2 separate regions of the Mus musculus genome follow, and region 2 is linked to region 1. A link is a contact called in public promoter capture Hi-C data. All regions are on one chromosome and are shown on one strand. The core of a region is the stretch at or near the end of the contact, and the rest is flanking DNA. Distances in the headings are between cores, read along the strand shown.

The links. Capture Hi-C pulls out chosen DNA fragments and counts their contacts.
Region 2: a contact with region 1 is called in a promoter capture Hi-C map of liver. The contact joins the promoter of Mpv17l2 here to the promoter of Isyna1 in region 1. A contact is called at or near these places in 13 of 39 promoter capture datasets (the C10 cell line, cranial neural crest, embryonic stem cells and 6 more), 1 of 15 datasets of contacts at CTCF or cohesin (embryonic stem cells), 16 of 484 Hi-C or Micro-C datasets (B cells, CD4 T cells, CD8 T cells and 6 more), 12 of 115 datasets of contacts at active chromatin or transcription factors (CD8 T cells, the SCID.adh cell line, embryonic stem cells and 3 more) and 4 of 9 other capture datasets (adipose tissue, embryonic stem cells, liver and 1 more).

What each region holds. Positions count from the first base shown.
Region 1 is chr8:70,593,181-70,595,755 of GRCm38.p6, forward strand. Isyna1 (myo-inositol 1-phosphate synthase A1) reads left to right here and starts at 1,301. Exons shown (of 11, transcript NM_023627.1): 1 at 1,301-1,363; 2 at 1,440-1,568; 3 at 1,643-1,804; 4 at 1,959-2,091; 5 at 2,181-2,374; 6 at 2,525-2,575. The coding sequence starts at 1,449.
Region 2 is chr8:70,759,615-70,762,189 of GRCm38.p6, forward strand. Mpv17l2 (MPV17 mitochondrial membrane protein-like 2) reads right to left here and starts at 1,307. Exons shown (of 5, transcript NM_183170.2): 1 at 1,106-1,307; 2 at 754-924. The coding sequence starts at 1,292. It overlaps 6330537M06Rik (a long non-coding RNA gene), which reads left to right and starts at 1,501. Exons shown (of 2, transcript XR_003947402.1): 1 at 1,501-1,574.

The sequences.
Region 1 (2,575 bases), core at 51-2,550:
GCTCCAAGCAGAAAGCACAGGCTGGGCATGCGTCAGAGGCAGCATGTTTGTTTTCAAAGGGAAAAGTCAAAGGCAGCCTGTGAGGGAGGGCTGGGGTCAGTAGGACTCCCTTGAGGCCTTGGCCAGACTTCTGACAGTTCTGAGGCAGCTGAGGGGGTGGAAGGAGAGTCAGGCACCCTGTGGGCCGCTGTGTACTCACTACCTAGGAACAGCTTGACCATGCTCTTCCATCGCCTTCCCAGAGCCCAGGGCTAACCCTTGTCCCCACGCACCTCCCAACCAGAGCAGTCTGCTACAGCGACCCCAACCCCACCCTGGTCAAGGATGTCCTCCCGGGAAGGGCCCTTTTGGGGACTCGGCCTTGCTCCCAGCCCCGAGCCCCTTGCAAAATGAATGTCCCAGTGCAGTCTTTCTGCCTCAACCTCCCAAATGCTGAGATGACCGATATTGGCCACCAGACAGTTTCATTACCTAAAAGAGATAAACAATCTGCCATTTCTACTGTGGCACACCACAAGAGGACAGAAAGTGGGCAGCAATCTAAAGCACAACCCATTTCCCCATGGTGCTCCTCAGCCCTTGCATCTGAGACCCTCCCCGGAGCTTTACTTTAGGGGGTGTAGCGGGTTCCGCCTGTAGTTCTCCCATGACAATCTCCCCTTCATACATCAAAACGATCCCCAACAGTCCCCTCCTCTGGGAACCCTGCCTGAGTCTCTTCACCGGGATGAGTTCAGTTGGGCTGGTTCGTGTTAGCAACGGCAAATAAAGTCTTGACACCCACAGAGCGGGCCCCCTCTTATTTTCGTGCAGACATTTCGGACAATCCACCTTTTTGGCACAGCTCCAGCTGTGGAAAGTTTCCGCTAGGAGGAGGCCACTTGTTTTGGAAAGTTCTGGGGGCACCTCCCCCGCCTGCCTGCCGAGTTCCCATGTTCCTTATCACTGTGCCTACCCAGGGGGAGGCCGCGTAGACCTGCCCATTCTGTCTCCTCCTCTGGGCAGGGCCATCAGGCCAGTGATCGCAGCTGGAGGACTGGGAGAGGGCGGGACAGACAGCCGAGCAGCTCTGAGACCCCCCCCCCCCCCAAAAAGCCCCTCGACCAGACATGCCCCACCTCCCTGTCGGTGGCCATCGCTCATTGGCTGCCTGGTGGTACAAGGGTGCGCAGCGAGGTAACGCGCAAGACGCTCGCGCCTGAGACTCCTTCCGGCTACCTGGGTTTAGAGCACCCAGAACCCTGGTCGCAAGTCACGCCCATCAGGGGCGTGGTCGAGGCGTGGCATCGGCGTTTTTCTTCGCTGCCCCAGAGCCCTCGGGCCCACGCTGTCCGCTGCCGCAGTCTGATCCAACTCTGGGCCGGTAAGTACGAACCTATCCTAGGCCGTAAGGTTGGCTCTCGGGTGGTGATTCCGCGCTCACTGGCTCTGGCCCACAGCTCGCCACGATGGAGCCCGCCGCCGAGATCCTCGTGGATAGCCCGGACGTGGTCTACAGCCCCGAAACCATCGAGGCGCGCTACGAGTACCGGACAACGCGCGTCAGCCGCGAGGGCGGCGTGCTGCGGGTGCGCGCGGGGCGCGGGCGGCGGAGGACACTGGGAACCCGAGGTCCCGCGACTCACTCCCAACTCTTCCTTAGGTGCAGCCCAGGGCTACGCGTTTCACCTTCCGCACCGCCCGGCAGGTGCCCCGACTCGGGGTCATGTTGGTCGGCTGGGGCGGGAACAACGGCTCCACGCTCACTGCTGCTGTTCTGGCCAATCGGCTGCGCCTAACCTGGCCCACGCGCACAGGTCGCAAGGTGGGGGCCGTGGCTACTAGGAGAATACGGGGTGGGGGTGTGGCGAGCAGAACTGGGGGAGGGGCGTGGCTTGTTGGACTAGCGCGTCTCAGCAAGCCGGACCCCTCAGCCCCTCAACACCCTGCTCTGCTTGCCGCACCCCCTCCCTTCCCAGGAGGCAAACTATTATGGATCGTTGACCCAGGCGGGCACCGTGAACTTGGGTCTGGATGAGAACGGCCGGGAGGTGTTTGTGCCCTTCAGTGCGCTGCTACCCATGGTGGCCCCCAACGACCTGGTGTTTGATGGTGGGCAAAGCCTCGGGACGGGATGGGGTTAAGTGTGGGAGGGCCCAGGGTACGGGATGGGTCCTGTGTTAAGGGTCCCCGCAACCCAGGCTGGGATATCTCGTCGCTGAACCTGGCCGAGGCCATGCGGCGCGCGCAGGTCCTGGACTGCGGTCTGCAGGAACAGCTGTGGCCCCACATGGAGAGCCTGCGTCCGCGGCCCTCAGTCTACATTCCTGAGTTCATCGCTGCCAACCAGACAGCACGTGCGGACAACCTCATCCCTGGCACACGTGCCCAACAGGTGGGGTCCTCGACCCACTCCCAGGCCTTACTGTCACCTGTTACATGGCCACATGGTCTCTCCCTTTGGCAATAATTCCTATACCCCGGGGCCCAAGCCTCCGGACAACTTAAGACAACCTCCACCTAATCTTCCTCCTTCCTTTCCCAGTTGGAGCAAATCCGAAAGGACATTAGAGATTTCCGATCCAGTGCGGGATTG
Region 2 (2,575 bases), core at 57-2,556, 170 kb after region 1:
TGAGCCTAGATCACGAGCCCCATCGCTGTGTTAACAGGTACCTTTGTCAATTTGACTTAGCCTAGAGTTATCGGATAGTCTCCGGGGGCTGTCTACATGCATTGGCCTGTGGGATGCTTGTATAGGCTTATGTAATTAAGTTAGTTGATGTGGGAAGACCCAGGGTCCTGGACTGCTCATGAGTGGTAAAATAGTCTGAACAAAGCAAGAAATCATGCAGTTCTCTCTGGCTGAGATGTGACTAGCTGTGTATAGTTCCTGCCTGGTTTCCCCACAACTGTGGCTGAAAAACCCTTTCTGGCCCAGACTCCTTTTGGTTAGGATTTTAGAAAGTTGGGAGTGGTGACACACATTAATGCTAGCACTCAGGGAGGCGAGGCAGGCACAATCAGCCTGGTCTACAAAGAGATGTTCAGGCCAGTTGGGACTACATGTGAGTCTCTGTCTCAAAATGGGGACAGGAAACTGGGCTACTGACCAGTTGGTAGCAAACTCAAGGCAGCGAGAGTACATGATGCCTCCTAGAACAAAGCAATCCCAGTACTCGGGAGGCAGAGGCAGGTGGATCTATGTGAGTTTGACACCAGCCTGGTCTTCAGAGCAAGTTCCTCCAGGGCAGCAAGGTCTACACAAAGAAACCTTGGGGGGGGGGAGGGAAAAAATAGAAGAGAAGCCCCGTCAGCACTCCCCTAAGCACAAACCAGGCTCTGCCCATCACAACTTCTGAGTTCTCAAAGTCCTGCTGCTCCTTACCCAGGAAGTACCAGACGCCCAGAATGGGAGATGCCACCGTTTGATCCACTAGCACCTTCTTCATCACACTCGGGAGGCTTCGTAGGCCCGACGCGGGGAGGAGGCGGTCCAACCACAGATACCAGAAGTGTAGGAAGGGGCCCATGCTGCAGCCCACGGCGAACATGCTGGCTGCGGGACAGGGAGAGTCAATGGCAGAACCTCCTGGCGAGGTGCAGAGAGACTGACAGGACCCATCAGAGTGGGTGCCAGGTCCCAGAGTGATTGACAGGCCCCAGGAAGGTGGGTGCCCGGTCCAGGTGACCGCTCGGTCTCTGGGGGTCCCTCTCGTTCGCGCACAGGTCCCTCTCACCTGAGCGCCGCGCGCTGAATCTCTGTCCAGGCCGCGCGCGCACTTCCCAGACCTGTCGCGCGCCATCGCCCGCGGCCATGAGCACGCCGCAGCCCAGTGTGTTGGTGAGGAGCAGCGCGCGGCCCTGGAACAGCGGGCGCCCCGCAGCCAACGCCTTGCGAGCCCAGCGCCAGCCTCCCAGAGCCATCGCCGCTACAGACACCAGGGAGCCGCGGCAGCCGAGCGCCGGGCCCGCGCCAATCACATGCCCCGCCGAAGAACCGCCCTATTCAGAACGGACCAATCCAAAACCCCAAAGCTCCGCCTCTCAAAGGAAGTGACCAATCGTCCTCAAGCGTTGCGGCAGGCCGCTCACGCCGAACACGGGAAGTCCTATTTTGCTTTACCCACTTTTCTGCTCTCAGCGGACCAATGGGCAAGCGCACATGAGTCTCGCGGGCCTCCCACCCCTGAGCCGAGCTGACCAATGGTAGGTGGCTGCCTCTCGCCTCGCCGCCTCGCCCACAAAGCTTCCTGGGAATGGGCGGGGCGAGGGGCATTAGCAAAGCTGCTGGACTTGACCTTGGCGTGACCTCTCCTGTGCCAGCGAAGCTGCTCAGGCAAGTTCATAGACACCGGTCTAACCTCAGCTATTTGAGACCTATGCTCATACAGCCCAGGCTACAGCCTCCACCGCCGCGCCACACCTCTGCGTTTCGAAGACTGAATAGGAGTTCATTATGCAAAATTCATGTATTGATCTCTTCACAGCAACTTTGTGTCACTCTGGAAACAAACATCCTTACTTCCTTTATTCTTTAACCATACACAAGACAAGCCACTAAACTGTTGTCCGATGCCCAGGTTTTCGAGTATCTCACCTGCCTTTTCCAGGAAAGTCTTATTTATTTCCTACAGTAAACACATGCTCCCGACCCCCCTTTAAGTCTCTGCCCCATCATAGGTTTTATAGTTACGTGTTTATCCATGAATTTCTGTTCTGCCTAAGGAACTCCTATTCATTCTTCAAAGCCCAATTCTAAAATGCCTATCCTCATTATATAGACTCTACACATCCCATCCTTCCAGTCTTCATTCCTCCCCTGGCCTATCCTGGCTTCACTAAACTAGTGACAGGATTGGTTCTGCATTTCCTGGACAGAGGACTCATTGGTAACTGGTCCTTGGCATCTTTAGGTGTGAAGGTCAATTCTGTCAATCAGACAGGATCTAGAGTCACCTTGAAGACAACCCCGGGGGCATATGAGATGGTTGGTCTAGAAAAGTGGTTCTCAACCTTCCTGATGCTATGACCTTTTAATATAGTTCCTCATGCTGTGCTGACCCCCGACTATAACGTTTTGTTGTTAGGTAATTTTGCTACTGTTATGATTTGTAAATATCTGATATGTGACCGCTGTGAAAGGGTTGTCTGACCTCCCCCAAGGGGTGTGGACTCACAGGGTGAGAGCAGCTGGTCTAGACTGTTAG